Regions from separate parts of the Mus musculus genome. Here all the other regions are linked to region 3. Evidence: chromatin contacts called from public Hi-C and promoter capture Hi-C data. All regions are on one chromosome and are shown on one strand. Each heading gives the region's core, a stretch centred on a gene start, on an enhancer-like site or on the middle of the called end of the contact. The rest is flanking DNA. Distances are from core to core; before and after follow the strand shown. Region 1 overlaps Rnf144a (ring finger protein 144A). Region 2 holds the start of 4930480M12Rik (RIKEN cDNA 4930480M12 gene). Region 3 holds the start of Rrm2 (ribonucleotide reductase M2).

Region 1 (2,713 bases), core at 90-2,589, 1.7 Mb after region 3:
TTTTGGTGGGGAGCTGGCAGGGTGGATCAGTGGGTAAAGTCAACTGCACCAAGCCTGAAGACCTAGGCTCAATCCCTTGAAATCACATGGCAAAAGGACTGACTAGTGCAAGTTGTCCTCTGACCTACAAACACATGGACACAGAGATACACACACACACACACACACACACACACACACACACACACACACACACACAGAGAGATACACCAGTGAGGTGAATGGGATCCAGAGGCAGGCAACAGAGTTAGGGACAGCCCTGTTCCAGTTGTTGGGGGATCCGCAAGAAGACCAAGCTGCACATCTGCTACATATATGCAGAGGGTCTAGGTCCAGCCTATACTTGCTCTTTGGTTGGTGGGTCAGTTGCTGGGATTGGCCTACTTTCTCATACAAGCCCAGATCACCTGCCCAGGGGAAGATGCACCCTCCCACATTAATCATTAATCAAGAAAATGCCTCAGACTTGCCAACAGGCCAACCTAATGGAGGCAATTACATCACTCCATGTTCCCTCTTCCCAGGTGATGCTAACTTGTGTCAAGCTCACAAAAAATACCAGCCAGTGCCAAAGCCAACAAAACCCTGTACACCCCCATCATAGAGAAAGCTGCTTCCAACTTGCCCTAGGGAGGCTCCCCTTCATCCTCCTGGTGTGCTTTTGCTCATCAGTCAGTCATCTGTCTAAACACCCCGAGCATGAGATATACGCGTAAACTGTCTGTTGGTAAATCCCCAGCCTTGCTTCATCAGGGTTCATCATGTGTGCTGGATTAAATATGCTTGACCCATAGAAAGTGACACTATGCAGAGGTGGGTCTTGTCTGAGTCAGTGAGTCACTGTGGGGATGGGCTTTGAGGTCCTGCACTTAAAGCTCTACCCAGGGCCTTAAAACCCCTCTTCTCCTGGCTGCCTTTGGATCAAAATGTAAAACTCTTGGCTCCTCCAGCACTGTCTGCCTGCATGCAGCCATGCTTCCTGTCATGATGATAATGGGCTGAAACTGTGAAACTGTGAGCCAGCCCCAATTAAATGTTGTCCTTTATAAGAGTTGGCTTGGCCATGGTGTCTCTAATAGCAATAAAACACTAAGATACCGTGGTATCCTTTTCCTTGATCTATGAAGCCAGGAATCCTGGTTTTGCCTAAATGGGAATCCCTAAGGGGATAGAAACTTTCTAGGTCCCTGCACAGAGACAGAATAAGGGCTGGGTCTCTGTCCCTGTCACGGATGACAGGACTCACACCCAAGACCCCATAATATTGTACATCCTCTCTGCTTTACACAGGCCGTCCTACACAATGTGCATCTCTTTAACAATATCAAGAGCAAAATCAAGACAGGAAAAGGTCCTCCCCTGAGTGTTTCCAATCAACAGTTTGCTGAACCCAAGCAACGACACAGGAAGCCAACTACAAAACCACAATTAGAAAAAAAAAAAAGGTCAAGGACCAAAACCAAAACCAAAGTCACGTTCTCTGTGAGTTATGAGTCTTTCCCTTGGCATAGTTTCCATGTTGATAAACCGTGTTTTACATACAAGCCTGTCTCACAATTATTTTCTCTTAATAATCTAAACATTTTCCCAGGGCCACAATCTCTGAAAATCTTATCTAATTAGTGAATGATGTTTATTTAACCGCATTTAAATATTTTCCACTTGGAGCTACTACATTTTAAAAAGAAATGAAAACATTAAACATTTGTGCGCAAATCATTTATTCTTCTCCACAGTTAGCATTGTTTTCTGGGGCTGGCTGCGTGGCAAAGAGAAATAATACATGCATCCTTAATCTAGCCCCTTCCGGAGCTTGAGCCAAGAGACGTATCACTCTGCCTAAGCCAACAAGATACATTCCCCTCCTTCCCACAGCTAGTTCATCTTTAAAAAAATAAGAAGTTCCTTTCAGCTAATTTCTTAAAAAAAAAATCTAAGAACTAATGGATTCATGTTTACAAAGAAACCTTTATCTTATCTCTCAAGGTCTTTATTCTGGCTGCCCACTGCCCACAGTTACACTGTAACTATTCCTTGTTCCTACATCAGCAGAGCTGTGCGAAGCAGACTGGGATCTGGACAGACAAAGGAAAGATCCAAATATAATTAAACCCAGACACCCTAGGATTGTGTGAACTTTAAGCGATTGTTCTTATTAGCCCATTAGCTATTGGTTTAGACCTGGCGCACGGCTTTGAAAATTACCAACATATACCTTCGAGCAATACCCTTCGTAAAAATTGTATACAGTGTCTTGCGTAGCTCAGGATTCCTAGAACCCACTAAGAAGCTGACCCTGAACACCTCAGCCTCCTGCCTCTACCTTCTGAGTGCTGAGATTACAGTTGTGTGCATAGCTAGGGGTGGAGTCAGGGGTTCATTGCGTAGGGAGCACTGTATGATCTGAGGGACACTGTCAGCCCCTCGTGGATGAGGTCAGGGACAGTGGGTTCCCTTCCTTTCCCTCCAAGCCATCCTTCCTTTTAGTTCCTGAGACAGGTCCAAGTTCTAAGCTCAAGCTGGCCTAAAACTCAACACTGGGGCTGGTGTGAACTTGCTTCTCTCTTCCTGTCTCAGCCTCCCAAGTACTGGGATGGCAGTCATGCACTCGGCCCAGCCAAGGGTTCCGGGAAAAGGTCGGCACATGGAAGTTTGGTTTGCAAGGTCCTCTGAAAGAAAATTTTAAATGTGCCTGACACATACTTCTGCCCCG
Region 2 (2,700 bases), core at 65-2,564, 1.5 Mb after region 3:
TACATCTCACACTGGCTTCTACACATACATGTACAGTTGTGTATACCCACCCACTACACCCATACACACACGGGGGAGAGGGGTAGGAGAGAGAAAGAGAGAGAAGGAGGGAGAGGGAGGGAGGGAGGGAGGGAGGGAGGGAGGGAGGAGGAGGAGGAGGAGGAGGAGGAGGAGGAAGTCGTCACTGAGTGTCTGTCTTTTTGTTTTCTTTGTATGATGGGCTACATTTTAGAAATATAGCCATACATTCTTAGACTTCCAGAGCTGAATTTTGGCTTTCCTTTTTTTCTGTAATGCATGAGACAAAAGTATGTAGCTTTGCATGTGATTTACTTATACTGTGACAATGATAGGATCCCTCACAAGGAAATGCTCAAAACTCCTTGTATGATTCTTAGAGGAAAAGAGACCATGAGGCTCATCTGCTATCTGTGATCACTGCATGCCTACCTCACCATGTCCTCCACTTTGGTAGCTCCGAATTGGTCAAGGTTTGTCTCCGTTCCTTCATTTCCTACCCTAAGCACCAATGCTATTCCTGTAAGTGCACCCTTCTCCTTCCCTTCCACGTGAATTCCCTAAAGGCTCACACTCACTCGCTTCATGCCAGCACCTGCCTCAGCACGTGGGGGATGCTGGGAACAGGACAACAGACTCATAACGTGACATATTTAAAACAGAAAAACAAGTGTGTTGGTGGTCCAAGTCTATCCTACAGAATCCTAGATTCATATCAAACGTTAAGAAAGCAACAGGGAAAGTAAGACTAGGATGATGGGGAATCAGTCTTGTTTAAGATTGTGAAGCTTCTGGGGTTTAAGCTTGCTCTCAAACTCAAATTCCAGCATGGGCAGCCTCCTCTACCTAAGAAAATGTCCACATGGGAGGGTTTTTAGGCTCAGCAGACCCCAGGGATCTTTGACCTTCAACCTTGTGGCTCTGAGAGGCCTCTTTTACTTCCTTGGATTAAAACTAGCAAACAAACAAAATCCCTGGAGGCAATAGCAATATCAAATTACCTAGAACACCTGGGTTTAAAACAGAGGAAGAAAAAGGAGGGGGAAAAAAGAAGATAAAGTTAACAATGTTGTGCGGACAATCTTTGATTTTAAAATACTTTGTAAATTAGCACCGTAGGCTTAACCCAGCTCCTCTTCTTCTTGTGTGATGGGGTGGGTAGCTGGCTGTACTTGCTCCGCAAGGAAGTATCTCTCCCTCAAGGGCTCTGTCACCTTTGCTCTTTCTCAGTCCTGGGGCCTTATGAAGTCTTGCTGTAGTCATAGCAACAAGGGAACATCACACTCCCAGCTAATTACCAATCTTTCTGGGTAAGGAAAGAAAATTAATTTCCTCGGACGGACAAGGTAAGCCTCCACACTACAAATGTTTCTTATATTATATTTCAAAAGACAAAAATGTGGCTGTCCTTTGCTGGATTCGATCAGTAATTAGTTAGAAGCATAATTTGCATTCACAGAGTAATTGTGTTTACTTTCCAAGCTAATACAATTTTCAGGGAAAACTAGTAGATCAGCAAGAGTAAGACCCCCCACCCTGTGAGCAAAGGCCTTTATGTTTTATTTAAAGTTGTCACGTGGAGCCTGCATTTTCTTTCAGATCTCTCAAGCTGTGTGGCAGTTCCCCAAATGGCTCGTTCCAGAAACAGCTTTGGATCGTACATTTGTGTCTCATCTGTTGACAAGCATTTTAGTTTTCTACGAGTTCCCTCTAGTACTCGCCTTACCAAATACAACTGTTGGCGCGGAGTCTCCAAATGGCGGATTGATACAGTCCCACAAACCCTACACTTCGCAGTCGGATCAATCACTTTGCATTTGGCTGCAACAAAGAGAAAATGATTTCTAAAGGTGCTGACTCAGAGCTTAGTGAGATTTACTTAAATGCATTTCATATTTTAATTAAAACATATAGATGCTCCTCACTTCCTTGAGAGAAGGAATATGATATCTCTCCATAGTTTGGATGTGTGCCTTTCCCTGTGGCATCCTATTCTTTCTTCTTGCTCTAATCAGGAACCAGGCATTTGGGGGGAGAGAGCTTCTGTATACAGTATGCTATTTGATTTTCTTCTCTGGTGAGCTCTTGCATAGGCTGGAGAACAGAGATTAAAGGTGTGTATATTTAGTATCAGAAAAGCAGAGTGTATGTTTTCGCATCTCCTTTATACATTAATCAAGAGAGCTGGCTTCCAGGGAACGATTGCTGCTACCATTGGGAAAAAAACAGCAGCCTCTTAATCAGTGTTTCACTGTTGTCAGCTGGGGAGTCAGGGAGAGTTAGGAGCTACTGGGCTCCTTCCCAAAGGGCTCTCATCTCCTGATAAAACTTGTCCTTTTTCCTTCCCAATCCGGAAGCCTAGGATCCAGTATCAGCAGTACTATATGTCATATTCCAGGATATTTCATTCTTGTTCCCTTAACTGATTGGTTCTATCTAGAAAGAGGCAGATTTTTTTTTGGTCCCCCTTTTAATGGAACTGTAATTCAGATTCTGAATTTCAACAATAACAAACAAATAAACACCTGTTGGACTGATTCCTAGCCTCATAGCCTGGGCATTGTCTGTGCCCTCTCTGATGAAATCCTGGGGACTGCACCTGGGTTACTATGACATTACAATACACTGGGAGTGAGATTAGACACCAGGGCCAGCTTCCACAGCTTTGAGGAATTTAATAGT
Region 3 (2,765 bases), core at 190-2,689:
TGCGGGGACTCGGTTTCCACATCTAAGGTCACCTGAAAGCGGACTTGCCCTTGAGTGACCGCAGCGCGCGCGGGCCGGTGGGGCTGGGAATCTTGAAGTTGAACCAACCAATCACAGAGCAGAGGTTAAAAACCGCGCCAGAAGCAAAAGCGCTCAGCTCCTGACAGGTCCCGGTACAGGGGAACCTAGGCGGGGCTGCCCACTAAGCTCAGCCTGCTTGGCGGGAGGAAGAGGCGTTTGGAGGAGGTTGTGAGCAGGGAGAAGAGAATGGCGGCGACCTTCTCCTTCCCTCAGTGGTCGAGTGTTATTTTAGTAGCCAGACCTCATTTGTACTGAGTACACCAGGAGCTAGAGGAGCCAAAGGCAAACCCCTCGGATAACGGAGGAATGGAATGTGAATTAGAAATTATATGTTAAAAAAAAGAACTGACAATTTTGCTAGAGGTGATTTAAAATATTTATCGATATGGCCCAGTTAGCTTAGCATGGAAGAAGTCCTGGGTTTTGTCCCCAGCATCAATAAATTGTGCAGCGGTGGATGCCGCCTGCTTTAACTTTGAGCTGCCACATGGTGTTCAGAGATTTTTTACAGCATCTACAGTGAGAGAACTTAGGACACAAGCAGAGGGGAGCCTCCCCTCGTCCTCTTTTAAAATATTTGACCTGGGAGAGTCAGTGGAGCCTTCCCAGGTTCCACGTTTTTCCCCGGGATCTCAGTGTCCCATCTCAGCGCTTTATCTCTGGTATCTTGGACCCCGTAGGGCAAATCAGAAAGATGGAAACTTGAGTTCTTGTCTCCACCCTCACCACAGGAATTTGCAGATTCGTCTTTAGACTACTGGACGCCCAGAGTCGTAAAATGAATGTATGACTCGTCACCATCCTGTGAGCTTCCTGGAATTTGTAATCGTCTGGCAGCTTTTAAACTAATTGGGACAGAGGGGACAGGGGTCTGACAGGAGGGGCAGGGTAGAAAAGGAACCCAAGGCTGCATCCGTACCCCTTCATGAGTTTGAAGACAGCTTTTTAGGGAACCCTAGTTTGAGGACCCCCTTAATCCCACAAGGCCGGTGCGATTGCTCGGGACCCCGAATCTCTTTAAGAAACCAGGGTCCCCCGCACCCCTCTACTTGGGACATGAAGACAGTCAAGGCGACGTGTCCCAGAGGCCAGCAGCGTCACTCCACCCTTGGCACCAACCTCAGCGGCAACGCCCGCCCGGCGACCCCCTGCGCGCTCAATCCCCAAGGCTCTCGCAATCCTAACCGGTTCCGGCCCCGCGAGCGCCCGCGCACCCGGCCGGCGCAGGCTCCTTAAAGGTCTTTGTGCGGAAGGCCTGCGGCGCAACTCAAATCTCCCGCGCTGGGCGGCGAGCGGGGTCAGCGGCGTCCAATGGGAGGCGAGGCCACGCCCCCTCGGAGCGCGCGGTTGGGTGGCTCTTTAAAGGGCGCGGGCGCTGGCAGTCGGCGGTGCACCGGATTCCAGCTGTTTTCGCCTGCTCCTCGCCGTCTCCGCCGCTGCCCTCGTTCGCCATGCTCTCCGTCCGCACCCCGCTCGCCACCATCGCTGACCAGCAGCAGCTGCAGTTGTCGCCGCTGAAGCGACTCACCCTGGCTGACAAGGAGAACACGGTGAGGGCGGCCCAGGTGCCGGCTGGGTTGGATGTGCACTGGCAGGTCGTGGGTTCCCGGACCCGGGAGGGTGGAGGGTGCCTACCGCCATTCACCACGCGTGTCCCCCTACAGCCCCCGACTCTCAGCAGCACCCGCGTCCTGGCCAGCAAAGCTGCGAGGAGAATCTTCCAGGACTCCGCCGAGCTGGTGAGTGGCCCGTGTGGGGCTGAGGTGGGTCGCTTAGGCTCCCAGTAGAGGGCGCCCGCTCGTTGGCGCTAAATCTGCATTGTCCCAGCTGAATTATTTGACTCTTCTTTCCCGCCAAAGTGTCTCCTCAGAATGTCCTACTCGGGTCGGCCTATGGTAATAGTAGAGTGCAGCGTGACAGCTAAGCACACGAGATTACCAATCGTTGAAAGTACTCGATCTGATGAGACACTGGCTAGCAGTTTCCTGCGGTTCGGTTGGCATTTGGGGGTTGGTTCACTTGGCACTCTCTCTCATCCAACAGGAAAGTAAAGCGCCTACTAACCCCAGCGTTGAGGATGAGCCGTTACTGAGAGAAAACCCCCGCCGCTTCGTTGTCTTTCCCATCGAGTACCATGATATCTGGCAGATGTACAAGAAAGCCGAGGCCTCCTTTTGGACTGCCGAGGAGGTAATCGTTCAGGACTTGCTGTGTGTCAGAAGGCTCCCGCATGGCCGTCACAACTTTTTGCCCTTGGGAATGGTAGCTCACTGAGATATTGGGTGTTCCCTGAAACAAAGGGAATAATGGATGTGAAGAATTCGGTAATGAGATGGTTTGGGGGACTTCAGTTTTAAAGTGTGTGTGTATGAGAGAGAGAAAGAGAGAGAGACCTACAGACCTGCTAATCGTGAACTTCTAAACTTCAGGTGGACCTTTCCAAGGATATTCAGCACTGGGAAGCTCTGAAACCCGATGAGAGACATTTTATATCTCACGTTCTGGCTTTCTTTGCAGCGAGTGATGGCATAGTCAATGAGAACTTGGTGAGTTGGCATGAAATACCCATAATTCACTTAGATCCAGAACTGGTTCCTGGCTCTCTATCTTTTGCCCTGAAGCGGGGCTGGAGGGATAGATGACTGACTCCAGTCTCCGCTCTGGTTAACACACTTCCTGCTTGG

Evidence for each region. Promoter capture Hi-C pulls out the DNA fragments that hold promoters and counts their contacts. A called contact is a pair of places that touch in the nucleus more often than the background predicts.
Region 1: a contact with region 3 is called in a Hi-C map of LSK cells, with 6 times the contacts expected there. The contact joins the enhancer-like site here to the promoter of Rrm2 in region 3. A contact is called at or near these places in 10 of 39 promoter capture datasets (the 3T3-L1 cell line, 3T3-L1-derived adipocytes, embryonic stem cells and 5 more), 2 of 484 Hi-C or Micro-C datasets (CD4 T cells and LSK cells), 1 of 115 datasets of contacts at active chromatin or transcription factors (memory CD8 T cells) and 2 of 9 other capture datasets (liver and macrophages).
Region 2: a contact with region 3 is called in a promoter capture Hi-C map of liver, with 6 times the contacts expected there. The contact joins the promoter of 4930480M12Rik here to the promoter of Rrm2 in region 3. A contact is called at or near these places in 5 of 39 promoter capture datasets (frontonasal cranial neural crest, hippocampal neurons, liver and 2 more) and 1 of 115 datasets of contacts at active chromatin or transcription factors (large pre-B cells).

Annotation. Positions count from the first base shown.
Region 1 is chr12:26,400,487-26,403,199 of GRCm38.p6, forward strand. All of the region lies in intron 2 of Rnf144a (ring finger protein 144A), which reads right to left. Among named protein-coding and RNA genes, the nearest start is that of Mir6538, 13 kb to the right of the region's middle. Within about 2 kb of position 1,340, at least 73 of the 459 cell types and tissues checked have an H3K27ac peak or open chromatin away from gene starts, as enhancers often do. A contact at or near this core is called in LSK cells, hematopoietic stem and progenitor cells, liver and 1 more, where this site is marked.
Region 2 is chr12:26,209,953-26,212,652 of GRCm38.p6, forward strand. 4930480M12Rik (RIKEN cDNA 4930480M12 gene) reads left to right here and starts at 1,315. Exons shown (of 3, transcript NR_046278.1): 1 at 1,315-1,364. It overlaps Gm29687 (predicted gene, 29687), which reads right to left and starts at 553. Exons shown (of 5, transcript NR_131149.1): 1 at 451-553.
Region 3 is chr12:24,706,815-24,709,579 of GRCm38.p6, forward strand. It overlaps Rrm2 (ribonucleotide reductase M2), which reads left to right and starts at 1,440. Exons shown (of 10, transcript NM_009104.2): 1 at 1,440-1,631; 2 at 1,746-1,820; 3 at 2,125-2,271; 4 at 2,511-2,627. The coding sequence starts at 1,533.